Linked DNA regions of Capra hircus: region 1 is linked to region 2. A link is a contact called in public Hi-C data. All regions are on one chromosome and are shown on one strand. Each heading gives the region's core, a stretch centred on a gene start, on an enhancer-like site or on the middle of the called end of the contact. The rest is flanking DNA. Distances are from core to core; before and after follow the strand shown.

Region 1 (5,774 bases), core at 3,256-5,755, 200 kb after region 2:
TGTGTATATGACATATGATTTAGTGTATTCTTATTTATTTAAACACTTTTGCAAATTCTCCATTGTTATCTGTCGTTCCTATTTTATTTTTCTGTAGCATCAATTCTAATAAGGCTATTCCTCCACAAGAAAAAGGAATGCTTTAATCTTTGCTAGTTTTTCCATGACTTGAATTAAATTTTTTAAAAAGCTTGTAGACCAGGAGTTTACATTGGTGTGTGGTGTGAGGGCCTCAGAAAGGAGCAGATCTGTCTGATTGTATATGTTTTCTAATATACACAGCCCCACCCCTGGAAAGTCAGTTTAGTATATATTATCTGGTGGAGTAGCTATTTTTAAGGTTAAGCAGTCAACTCACATATTGCTTTGAAAGACTGGATTTCAATTTGTCTGGATATGAGTCTTGATTTACACTTCAACATTTCCTACAGCAACTAGCCTTATGCCGTCCACATGGTAAACAATCCAAAAACATTTGTTGATTTGACCTGATTCAACATAAAATAGAGCTAGTAGCACAGAGCTGCCATTTGAAAGAATAATCCAGAAGCTGAAAGGTACTGTTTTTGATTAAACATATCCCCACCAGTCAGTCTTTCCCAGCAGAATGGGAGGCCAGCAAAGCTGGGCATGGGCAGGGCAAGGTTAACAGAGGAGCAAACAAACTTGGCTTCAAATCCTGCCTCTACTACTTCCCAGCTGGGAGCCCTGAGCAAACTAAACTCTGGCTTCCTCATCTATAAAAAAGACACAGAAGAGCTCCGGGTGTACTTGAAGAAATAACACACTCAGAGCACCCAGCACTGTGCCTAAATCTGGGAAGGCGCTCAGTGTGTGATGATGATTACTGTCTTCCTTGTCTCCACCATGACCTGCATCCTTGCTAAGTGGCTTCAGTCGTCTGACTCTTGTGATCACACGGACTGTAGTCCGCCAGGCTCCTCTGACCATGGGATTCTCCAGGCAAGAATACTGGAGTGGGTTGCCATGCTCTCCTCCGGGGGATCTTCCTGACCCAGGGATCAAAACCGCGTCTCTTACATCTCCTGCATAGGCAGGTGGGTTCTTTACCAGTAGTGCCCCCTGGGAAGCCCAGGCTGTGCACAGCTATGGGAAAGCTTGAGTGTCAAGAAAGAAAGGTGACAGGTATCCAACAACCACTCCCCTTCCTCCCCTCCCCACGTGTACTTGGGAGAATTCCAGCCCCAACTGTCTTTGCTGGTGCTGTTTTATCAAACCCAGGAATAGATTGTTGCCAAGTTATCTAAACTCTGCTTATCTGAGTCAGATTTTTCCTGTCTAATTATCTATCACTAAAAGGCTGAATGCTTCCCAAGTCATTCTAACACACACGCAGCAGTCCATGAAAAGAGTGGGGTTTGCACACGGCTTGAAACATGCAGCCTTTTTTATGAAACTTTCAAGAGCAGCAACTTCCCCTTCCCAGGCTGCAAAATCACGAAGACAGGATTCATTCCAAGAAACCAAGGTATTCTCAGCACTAGGACATTAGCAGGCTAAAGGGGAAAATCTGTACCATGTTAATGGATGATGGAAAGGTATTTGACCCCATTCAACATCCATCGTGATTCTCCTAAAAGAAAAATATACAACCCTGTTAGTGTTTGAGATATAGGAGACTCCCTTAATACTATAAATGTATTAGAAACCAACAAAAAAAGTGAAAAAAAATGGTGAATTCTTAAAGGCACTGCTATTAAAATCAGATTCAGGTCAAGAATGAGCTGTATCTGGGCTTGTTTTGGAAGTTGTAGTCAATGTGCTGAAATAATAAATTTATCATTATTCTAAGAAGATATGATGTTAATCAATAGAGGGCTCATTAAAAAAAGAAATATCAAGCAAAAGAATCTTATGCAGCTATTAAAATAATGGTGTAGAACTACATATGTTATTGTGGAAAAGTGTCCAAGATATACTATCAAGTGGAAGAAACAAGATACAAAAAGCATTATCATATGATTTCATTAAATCTATATTTATATACTTACGTTGAATATATATACATATTGAAGTGAAAGTTGCTCAGTCGTGTCTGACTCTTTGCGACCCCATGGACTATACAGTCCATGGAATTTTCCAGGCCAGAATACTGGAGTGGGTAGCCCGTCCCTTATCCAGGGGATCTTCCCAATCCAGGGATCGAACCCAGGTCTCCCACCGTGCAGGTGGATTCTTTACTAGCTGAGCCACAAGGGAAGCCCATATATATTGAATATATATATATATATAGAGAGAGAGAGAGAAAGAGAGAGAGAAGACTGAAAGGAAATTTACCAAAACATATTTAGAGATAATATTTCTGGCAAGATACAGTGGGATTCCAGGTGATACTTATTTTTTATACTTTTCTGTATTTTCTGAATGTTTTATACTGTAATAAGCATATTTGTATAATGGGGAAAAAAACAATGAATCTCATTTACCCACAAACACATGCACATTGGGCATGCATGAAAAATTCATTTCAAAGGATGAGCTGTTTTTTTCCTAAAGTGATTAGTGTTTGTGACCTAAGGCCACTTCCCTACTTACCAAAATTGGTCTGTTCTGCCTGGTCCCTTCCCCCTGGAGAGGCCCAGATCCATGGGTTCCAGAAAGACCTAGCCCTGGGCCTGATTCCCCAAGTGGCTATGGCCCATGGTGTCAGCACCTGCCCATAGTCCTGCCCCATCTAATCTATTTGCAAAGAATTTCCAACCCTCTAAGGCTGCCCACCTTGCCCAAAGTTGAGAGGACTCTTCCTTGCAGTCATCCAGCAGAAGTCTTTGCCTCATCAGTAGGTGGATTTGGAAACCATTCTGGCAGTGGCATATACCGGGCTTCTTTGCCCCACTTCTGGGCTGAAGGTCATGGGCAGAGCATGCCAGGTCCAGTAACCTCATCCTAGGTTTCTTGGAGACCTTAAGTGTTCCCCACCTGTGCCCCAGCCAGGTACCTCAGATAGTCGGTTGGGTCCCTCCTGCTACCTCATTCCTAGTGGCCACAATTTTGTGTCTGAACTCTGCATCTGCCACTGCCCACCTCATCGTACATAGACATTGTCTGGCATATGTGGTTCATCCAGTCCTCCATTCTGCACCCTGGAGGTTGTAAGAAGGCCCCTAGTGGGTCTCAGTGCTTGCTAGGAAGAGGACTGGATCATCTGCAACTCCCTGTTTCAACCTGAGTCGTAATCTAGCAGCCCCTCCCCTCAGCCTCTTCTACCTTTTACTCACCCCATACTCCACCAGCTTTCCTCCTGGTCCAGAACCCACCAGGCCATCAGAGGTTGTCAGGCCAGCTCTATAAGGCTAGATATCCTCACCCCAGACTGGAGCACACCCTTCAAATCGCTACAGCATTGAAGTGAAAGAGCAAGTCCTAGGGTAACTCAGTAGACTGAAATCAAGACTGGTGTTGATTATTGGGATTTTTGAAAAACTTGGCATAGTCAACCCGCATCTCTCCAGAACCAAGTCCCTATCAGTTTGACCCAGTAAGTAACACACAAATTCAAATGCCTTCAAATAGATTCGCTTTGAACTTGCTAACTTCATAGTCATTTCTACCTAACCTGGGTATTTGATTTATAATTCCATAACACTTGAGGTAAAGCAAACTAGAAAAGGGGAAAATAGCAACTACAAGGCAGGCATCAGGAAGTGATAACCCAAGAAGAACTGCATGTGAGGTTTGGGAAAATGTAGACCCTCAGAAGGAAAAAGCAAGAACTCTATGTATCAGATATTACCACAAAGCACAATAATGGATGTTTACAGTGTAACTCGTAGCCCACACAAACATGAGTTACATTCAGCATGCTCCCCAAGGATGCCTGCTGCTGCTGCTCCTGCTGCTGCTAAGTCGTTTCAGTAGTGTCCGACTCTTTGTGACCCCATAGCCTACCAGGTGCTTACAAAGAAGTCGCAGACTACTAAAGGCTGCCTACTTGCCCAAATTTCAGGGCTCCGCTTTGCAGTAAATCCATCAGGAGCTTTTACACAACCACACTGCACAAGCAACATGGGTCAGTTCTCATCATCCGGATGTCAGTTCTTGGAAACTGATTTGAATGTACTTTTACTATTGATACTTCAATATACTGATATATTTAAAGCACAAATAGTGCTGTTTTGCTATACATGTGCAAGTTTCTAGAACTAGCCAATGGAGGGGAAAGAAACCTGAACCAATGAACTGTTGATGACTTAAGTTTCCTGGTTAACTTCAGTTTCCTCCTCTGTACACTGGAGTATATACTACCTGCCTGCAGTACTTCAAATGATTCCTGTAAAGATAGGATGTATATGTGAAAAGCAATAAAGAGTATGTTTTACTACAGTAATTTCTCTTACCGAGACTGAGTCATGGAATAAAATGAGGAGAGGAAGGAAAATTACAAGTACATAGTACTCAGAGTTAGAGATTAGCTATATCTGGCAGATAGATAATTGGTTTACAATGAGCACTGCTCAAAGAGGACTTCGTTAACAATATGCAGCTCTCTGGGAAATAGCGGCACCTACTGTACTTTGTCTGGTACTGCAACTGATTTGGAATACGGAAAGCCTTCAAACAGGCGCAAAATACCATTGCACAAATTAATTTTTTTCATAGCAACACTATTTATAATAACCAAGACATGGAAGTAACCCAAGTGTCCATCGATATATGAATGGATAAAGAAGATGTGGCATTTATAATACTATTCAGCCATAAAAAAGAACAAAATAACGCCATTTGCAGCAACATGGATGGACCCAGAAATTACTGTTTTAAGTGAAGTCAGTCATACAGATAAAGACAAATATCATATGATATCACTTATATGTGGAAACTAAAAAATATATATAAATAAACTTATTTGCAAAACAGAAATAGACTCACAGACATAGAAAACAAATTTTTGTTACCAAAGGGGATAGTGGGTAGGGAGTGGTAGATTAGGAATTTGGGATTAACCTATACACACTACTATATATAAAACAGATAAATAACAAGGATTTACTGTATAGCACAGGAAACCATATTCTATATCTTGTAATAAACTATAATGGAAAAGAATTGAAATATATATAGCGAAGTCGCTCAGTCGTGTTCGACTCTTTGTGACCCCATGGACTGTAGCTTACCAGGCTCCTCTGTCCATGAGATTTTCCAGGCAATAGTCCTGGAGTGGATTGCCATTTCCTTCTCCAGGGGATCTTCCCAACCCAGGGATGGAACCCGGGTCTCCCGCATGGTAGACAGACGCTTTTACCATCTGCGCCACCAGGGAAGTCTGAAAAATATATATACATACATGTATATGCATAATTGAATCACTTTTTTGTACTTAAAACTAACACAACATTGCAAATCAATTAGCTATTATTAAATTTTTAATTATTTGAACAATTTTAAAGAGCCACATAGTATTTTCCTTAGAAGAAAATCACAATTTTCTTCCATTTAAAAGTAACTTCTATTGTTTTTCACTCGAATGTAATGTATATTAATTGTAGAAAATTTTAAAAAGAAAATATAGTCCAATAACATCATCAACACTTAATACTTCATTTAGAGCCACTGCCACGACCACCATCATTCTCTCCTCATTCTTCTCTTTCTTCTTTCCTTTCTTCTCTTTTCTTCTCCTCTCCTCTCAAAAAAAAAAAAAAAAAAAAAAAGTAAAGTAAAATCCCTCACCAGGTTTTGTAAAATCTCTCACCATTAACAACAGCTTGGTATGTATTATTCTACATATTTCTGTAACAATGGCAGTATATATC
Region 2 (5,836 bases), core at 1,057-3,556:
ACGCAAGGAAATTCCAGAAAAATATGTACTTTTGCTTCATTGACTATGCTAAAGCCTTTGTGTGGATCACAACAAACTGTGGAAATTCTTAAAGAGATGGGAATATCAGACCACCTACCTGCCTCCTGAGAAACCTGTATGCAGGTCAAGAAGGAACAGTTAGAACTGGACATAGAACAACAGACTGGTTCAAAACTGGGAAAAGAGTACGTCAAGACTGTATATTGTCACCCTGTTTATTTTACTTCTATGCAGAGTACATTATGTGAAATGCCAGGCTGGATGAATCACAAGCTGAAGTCAAGATTGCTGGGAGAAATATCGATAACCTCAGATATGCAGATGGTCCCATCCTAATGGCAGAGAGCAAAGAGGAACTAAAGAGCCTCTTGATGAAGGTGAAAGAGGAGAGTGGAAAAGCTGGCTTAAAACTCAACGTTCAAACAACAAAGATCATAACATCCAGTCCCATCATTTCATGGCAAATAGATGGGCAAAGAAATGAAAACAGTGGCAGATTTTATTTTCTTGTGCTCCAAAATCACTGCAGATGGTGACCGCAGCCATCAAATTGAAAGACACTTGCTCCTTGGTAGAAAAACTATCACAAACCCAGACAGCCTATTAAAAGCAGAAATATGACTTTGCAGACAAAGGTCCATATAATCAAACCTATGGTTTTTCCAGTAGTCATGTATAGATGTGACAGTTGGATCATAAAGAAGGCTGAGTGCTGAAGAATTGATGCTTTCAAATTGTGGTGCTGGATAAGACTCTTCAGAGTTCCTTGGATTGCAAGATCAAACCAGTCGATCCTAAAGGAAATCAGTCCTGAATAGTCATTGGAAGGACTGATGCTGAAGCTCCAATACTTTGGCCACCTGATGTGAAGAGTCAATTCATGGGAAAAGCCCCTGATTCTGAGAAAGACTGAGGGCAGGAGAGGAAGGGGGCATCAGCGGATGAGAAGGTTGGATGGCATCACTGAATCAATGGACATGAGTTTGAGCAAACTCCAGGAGATAGTGAAAGACGGGGAAGTCTGCATGCTGTAGTCCATGGAGTCGCAGAGGGTCAGACACCACTTAGCGACTAAACAACAAAAGGGAATGAAATGCCAGGGCTTCAGGAAAAGAGAAGTAGATGAAAATGAATCATTGAAGGGTCCACAGGGAGCCTCTAGCATAAAGCTGAGGTCCCTGTGCCAGGCAGGAACTCGACTGCAAAAGTGAAAGTCCTTGCATGGGGGCCAGCTCTCCCCAGCACCATGAGTCACTCTGGTCGTCGGCACATTCAAAACAGACACAAGGGGAAAATATCTGGCAAGTGACATCAAGCCATAGGCCTGCCATGTGAGGCCAAGGCCTCACGCTGGGTGAGACCCTCCTGCTGTCCACATCTGAAGGGTCAACAGCCTGAGCTTCTTCCTCATTCCCCAGCCATCTGTCCACCCTTCTGAGGTCCCAGCAAACAGAGAAGGACCCAAAGCTTACCCTTCAATATCTGAAACATCTTTGGTCTCAAAATGGCCTGTGGCAAGAAGTTCAGGGCTGAGCTTCCCCCCAAAGAGCAGCTCCTCCTTGGCCATCTTCACCAGGATAAGCCTCACCAGTTCCCCCATGTACATTCCACTGATCATCTTCTCAAATCTGCAGAGAGAGATACAGCAAAAAAATGAGTCTCTGCTGCCAGTAAATTCGACACGTCCTTGTGGAAGCGGCATGCACACACGGCGCCTATGCAGAACAAAGTGCAAACTTGTGTGGCACTGACTAGGAGGGAGATGTGTAGAGAAGTGACAGCTGGGCACAAATGGGCTTGGAGGCACTGGGAGCTTAGGCTGTCTCTGCAGGCAGGTGGGCCTCGAACTATGGAGAAGGAGGGTCCTTTAGCAGCCAAATCAAACATCCAGGGAGTGTGGGACACTCTACCAAAGCTTGAATTTAATAAACTTTTTCTCTGGCAAGGAAATGCTCTTTTAAAATGAATTCTTATGCAAAACTTCAGTATTTATCTCAAGCAAAAAAAAAAAAAACCCACAGGTCACTCTAATTAAATTTGGGAGCACAGGGCTAGCAACTCATCACCTCAAACTTCCTTCCCCTTGCAGGCCATTTGTGGCTTCCTGAGAAAACAGAACAACGTGGGATGGAAGGGGGATTGGGCAAGAATAGGGTCAAATGAGAAGGAGCTCTTAAGTGTCACATGGTTTGGGGAATCTGGAAGTGAGACATGTTGGCAGTTTCTGAGCAGGAAGGTGACAAGATAGCGGAGAGGGAAGTAGGGTAATTTATTTTTTCAACACTAGGTGACACTGTTTTCTTTATAAGACAGTCTTTCTGGCTTAGATATATGACAGTCGAAACCAAGCCCTTGCAATTCTTTCTAGCCAAAAAAATGAAAAAAAAAAAAGGTCCTTTCATGGTATCTTGGAAAGGATCTAGGTCCCACACAGGGCCTTCAGAGAAGGCCCAGAGCAGGGTGTGGAAGAAATTCCGAAGTCACCTGGTGCAAACTACAAGAGAAGAAGCCGGGCCCTCAGGAAGTGACTTGCCCAAGACCCAAAAACAGGTATGGCAGAACTAGAGCTGAGTGGAGAGCTGGCAAAGCTGCTTGAGCAGGAGGTATGTTGGAAATGTTTAAGCACCAGCACACGCACGCTGCCGGAGAGGCAGCCCAGCTTCGGCAGCAAGGAACTCATGTGTCTACTTCTATACCTTCTCCAACGTAGCTGGTTCTGTGAGAGATAATGGAGGGGGCCAGTGGGGCTCTGAAGTGTGAGTGGTAAAGGTTTTTATCTCAGGTTTTAAAAGCACTTTGTTTCAGTGTTTGGAACATGTTTATTTAGAAACATAACGAGTGAGGAAAAAGTTGGTATTCAAGCCCAGCAATAACTGCAGGGACAGCTGATGCACTGGCAATATGGCCTCCCAGCCTTTTTCGTTTGTTTGTTTGTTGAGCAGTTTTTTTAGTCCATGAATTTCTCACCAGCCGTGGCAGACACAGCCAGTACTCTATGAATGGACTCACTCACTTTTCAACATGTGAGAGAAGCTTGTGACTTAAATAAGCTGTGCTTTGAGGAAGCAAGGACACCTCCCTGTAGAACGAAAGATTCTCCTATAAAGCTGGTTTATAAGGTTGGATTTTCCTCTCCAAGCAGGGGTAAGTACCAGATTTCCTACATCAGTCACAGCACCAATAAGACCATAGAGGGCCTAGGAATTCCCTGGCAGTACAGTTGTTGGGACTCCGAGCATTCTGGGCTGAGGGCCCTGGTTCAGTCCCTGGCCAGGGAACTAAGATCCCACAAAAAAAGGGCCAGAGAGGACTTAATTGCTCAAAATGTTTTGTAATTGCCTTTAGAGCTTGTGGCAATCCCTGTTTCAAGATCTTTAATAAGGACATTAGGCAAATGTTTGTGAGATTGAAATAATGTTTTGTAAGAGTCAGAAGTAACCAAAATCTAAGTCTGACCAGATTGGAGAACATAACATCCAGGGGCTGTTAAAAAAGTTAGAGCCCCTCCTCCAGTCCACTCAAGGACCCTGGTTGGCCCACAGGTCCAGAGAAGGCAGCCAAAGGGGCTCCTTAACCAACTTTTCTACAGGCCTGAGTCTGCCTACAGCTATAGCAAGAGGCCCTGGGACTCTTGCAACTCAGCCTAGCTCATAATAGGCAGCAATTAGGAGCCAACTCTCAGCCTCATGCCCTGGGCAGTGACAGAGGTGGAAGCTATGAAATGAGGTTTCAGAGCCCTTATCTTTGCTATCTCAACATGGCTTTTCTTATGCGGTGCACAAATGGTTTCTGTGGACTACGTACAGACTGAAGGCAGAGAGAAAGAGCAGGGCAGCATGCTTAGAATACGATCTTCTAAAATGACCACTCTTGAGAGTCAAATTAGTAGCCATAATCTGGTTTTTCCACTTGTTCTATCGTTTGCAGACAGCTCTCAGCAACTGACAGTCACAGTATATGTAATAAGCACATTTCCATAAGCAGTGGGTGCCCTGGTAACTTTAGTGGCTATATGTGAAGTAAAAATAAGAACCACCCCCTCGCCCTGGCCAGCTGCCACCTCAGCTCCTGAGTCCAACCCTTGAGCCCACTGCACACAGGGGGCCGCTCACAGTTGCTTCCCGGGGTTCAGAGAGCCCATGTCGATCTCCTGGTCAAACTCCGTACGGATGTCATCAAGCGCGCCGTCATCCCCAAAGGCCCCCCACTCCATATTGATACACATCCGGCCCTCATCGCCTTCCACTGTGTCAATGTGGCGCATCTCTTCCATGTAGCAAGCGTTGCTGCCCGTGCCTGCACAAAACAAGAGAATGCTCAGCACCCGCTCACACTGTCCTCCCCCAGCCCCCAGCCCCCATCTCCCTCTTAAAACTCTGTCCTCAGACCGCTCAGTGTGAATGGGATTCCTCCCTGGAGGCTCCTGGGGCATCTCGACATACTACCCACTACCACCCACAACTCCTCAAGTCCAGGCTTAGCCCTCAAAAGTGACCACACCATTATCTTCTAACAGGAAGGACAAAGGAAGATCCAGGCCATGGACTCCTCCTCTCTTTGCAGCCCACACCCGCCATCCATTGGCCAGCACTGTGTTCACACACCCACAATGCTCACACGCAGTGTTCACGTACCCACAATGAGACCAATCTCACAGTTCTGGTCATCATAGCCACAGGTCATCATGGTCCCAACGGTATCATTCACTACAGCCACAATATCAATATCAAAGTCCTGCAGGGATAAAAGGGGGACTCTAACTTTCACTGTCACAGAAAGACTACAGATGTGAAGAGAAAGAGTAATAAGACACACGGCTCAAGTGCAGGGCTAGAGCTGGAAGTTGGGTCCAGATCCAGTCTAACGACAGCATCTCACTTCCCACCCCACTGGTCTTCATCACAGAGGACTTCCCTCACAGCAGGCCTGCAGTCTAGTTCGCATTACTACGCGAAGAAGAGCCTGTCTTGTTATCATTGTCTTCTTCTCATTCTCTTTCTTCTTTCCTTTCTCTATCTCTCCCTCCCTCCCAGTAGGTCTTGCCCTTCTGTGACTAGACCTTTATCATGTCCTTTCTCTGCCCTATTCCACCCTGATGCCAACATAAATCCCAAACTTCTTATTTGAAAATGAGGGTTTGCTTTCACCAAGGCTAAGATTAGTTGCCTATCATGCTAACCTAAAGACCCCAAAGGCATCTGATCATATATCAGATCACTGGTGTGCTAATTGTCACTCAATATATAGACGTGTCACTGTGCAGCATACCTTAAACTTACGCTTTATTGGGAGCTAACTCTCAATAAAATTGAGAAAAAAAGTAACCCAAAGATTTTGGGGTGACATAACAGAGAAGAAAAGAAAACCTCTCCTTAAGACCCACAAAAAATGCTCATGCCAGTTTGAGGACAGACAAGGCAAGACTTCTGAGTGGACTCAAAAGAATGCAAAGGGCCTCCAGACCCCAAGCCCCGGGATCTCGCTCTGCTGCCCCTACTCACCCCTCTCCTCTGGATGGCCTTCCGGATCAGAGTAACCACATCTTTCCCTTCCACACCACTGGACTTGAACCCCTTGGTCCATGAGACCAGGAAACTCTGGAAAAGCACCAAGAAATATTGATTTCCCACAGAACTCAGTCCGTACTCCTCATCATTAGGAGACCTCTGCCATGGGGCTAAACTAAAGTCATGACTGAATTCATACAGGTCTTCCTATTAGCCTACGAAGGAGAAACTATGTTAGAGACCAAGTAAGGAGGTTAAATGCATGATTTACTATCCCCAAGAAGCAGGCTGTAGAACTGCCAGAATAA

What was found. A called contact is a pair of places that touch in the nucleus more often than the background predicts.
Region 1: a Hi-C map of liver shows a contact between it and region 2, with 5 times the contacts expected there. The contact joins two enhancer-like sites. A contact is called at or near these places in 3 of 5 Hi-C or Micro-C datasets (blood and liver).

Annotation. Positions count from the first base shown.
Region 1 is chr11:9,811,171-9,816,944 of ARS1.2, forward strand. No RefSeq gene overlaps it. Among named protein-coding and RNA genes, the nearest start is that of SEMA4F, 33 kb to the right of the region's middle. Within about 2 kb of position 4,506, at least 1 of the 5 cell types and tissues checked has an H3K27ac peak or open chromatin away from gene starts, as enhancers often do.
Region 2 is chr11:9,617,050-9,622,885 of ARS1.2, forward strand. HK2 (hexokinase-2) reads right to left here. Exons shown (of 18, transcript XM_018054976.1): 5 at 5,523-5,618; 6 at 4,656-4,755; 7 at 4,134-4,317; 8 at 1,494-1,649. Among named protein-coding and RNA genes, the nearest start is that of POLE4, 46 kb to the left of the region's middle. Within about 2 kb of position 2,307, at least 2 of the 5 cell types and tissues checked have an H3K27ac peak or open chromatin away from gene starts, as enhancers often do.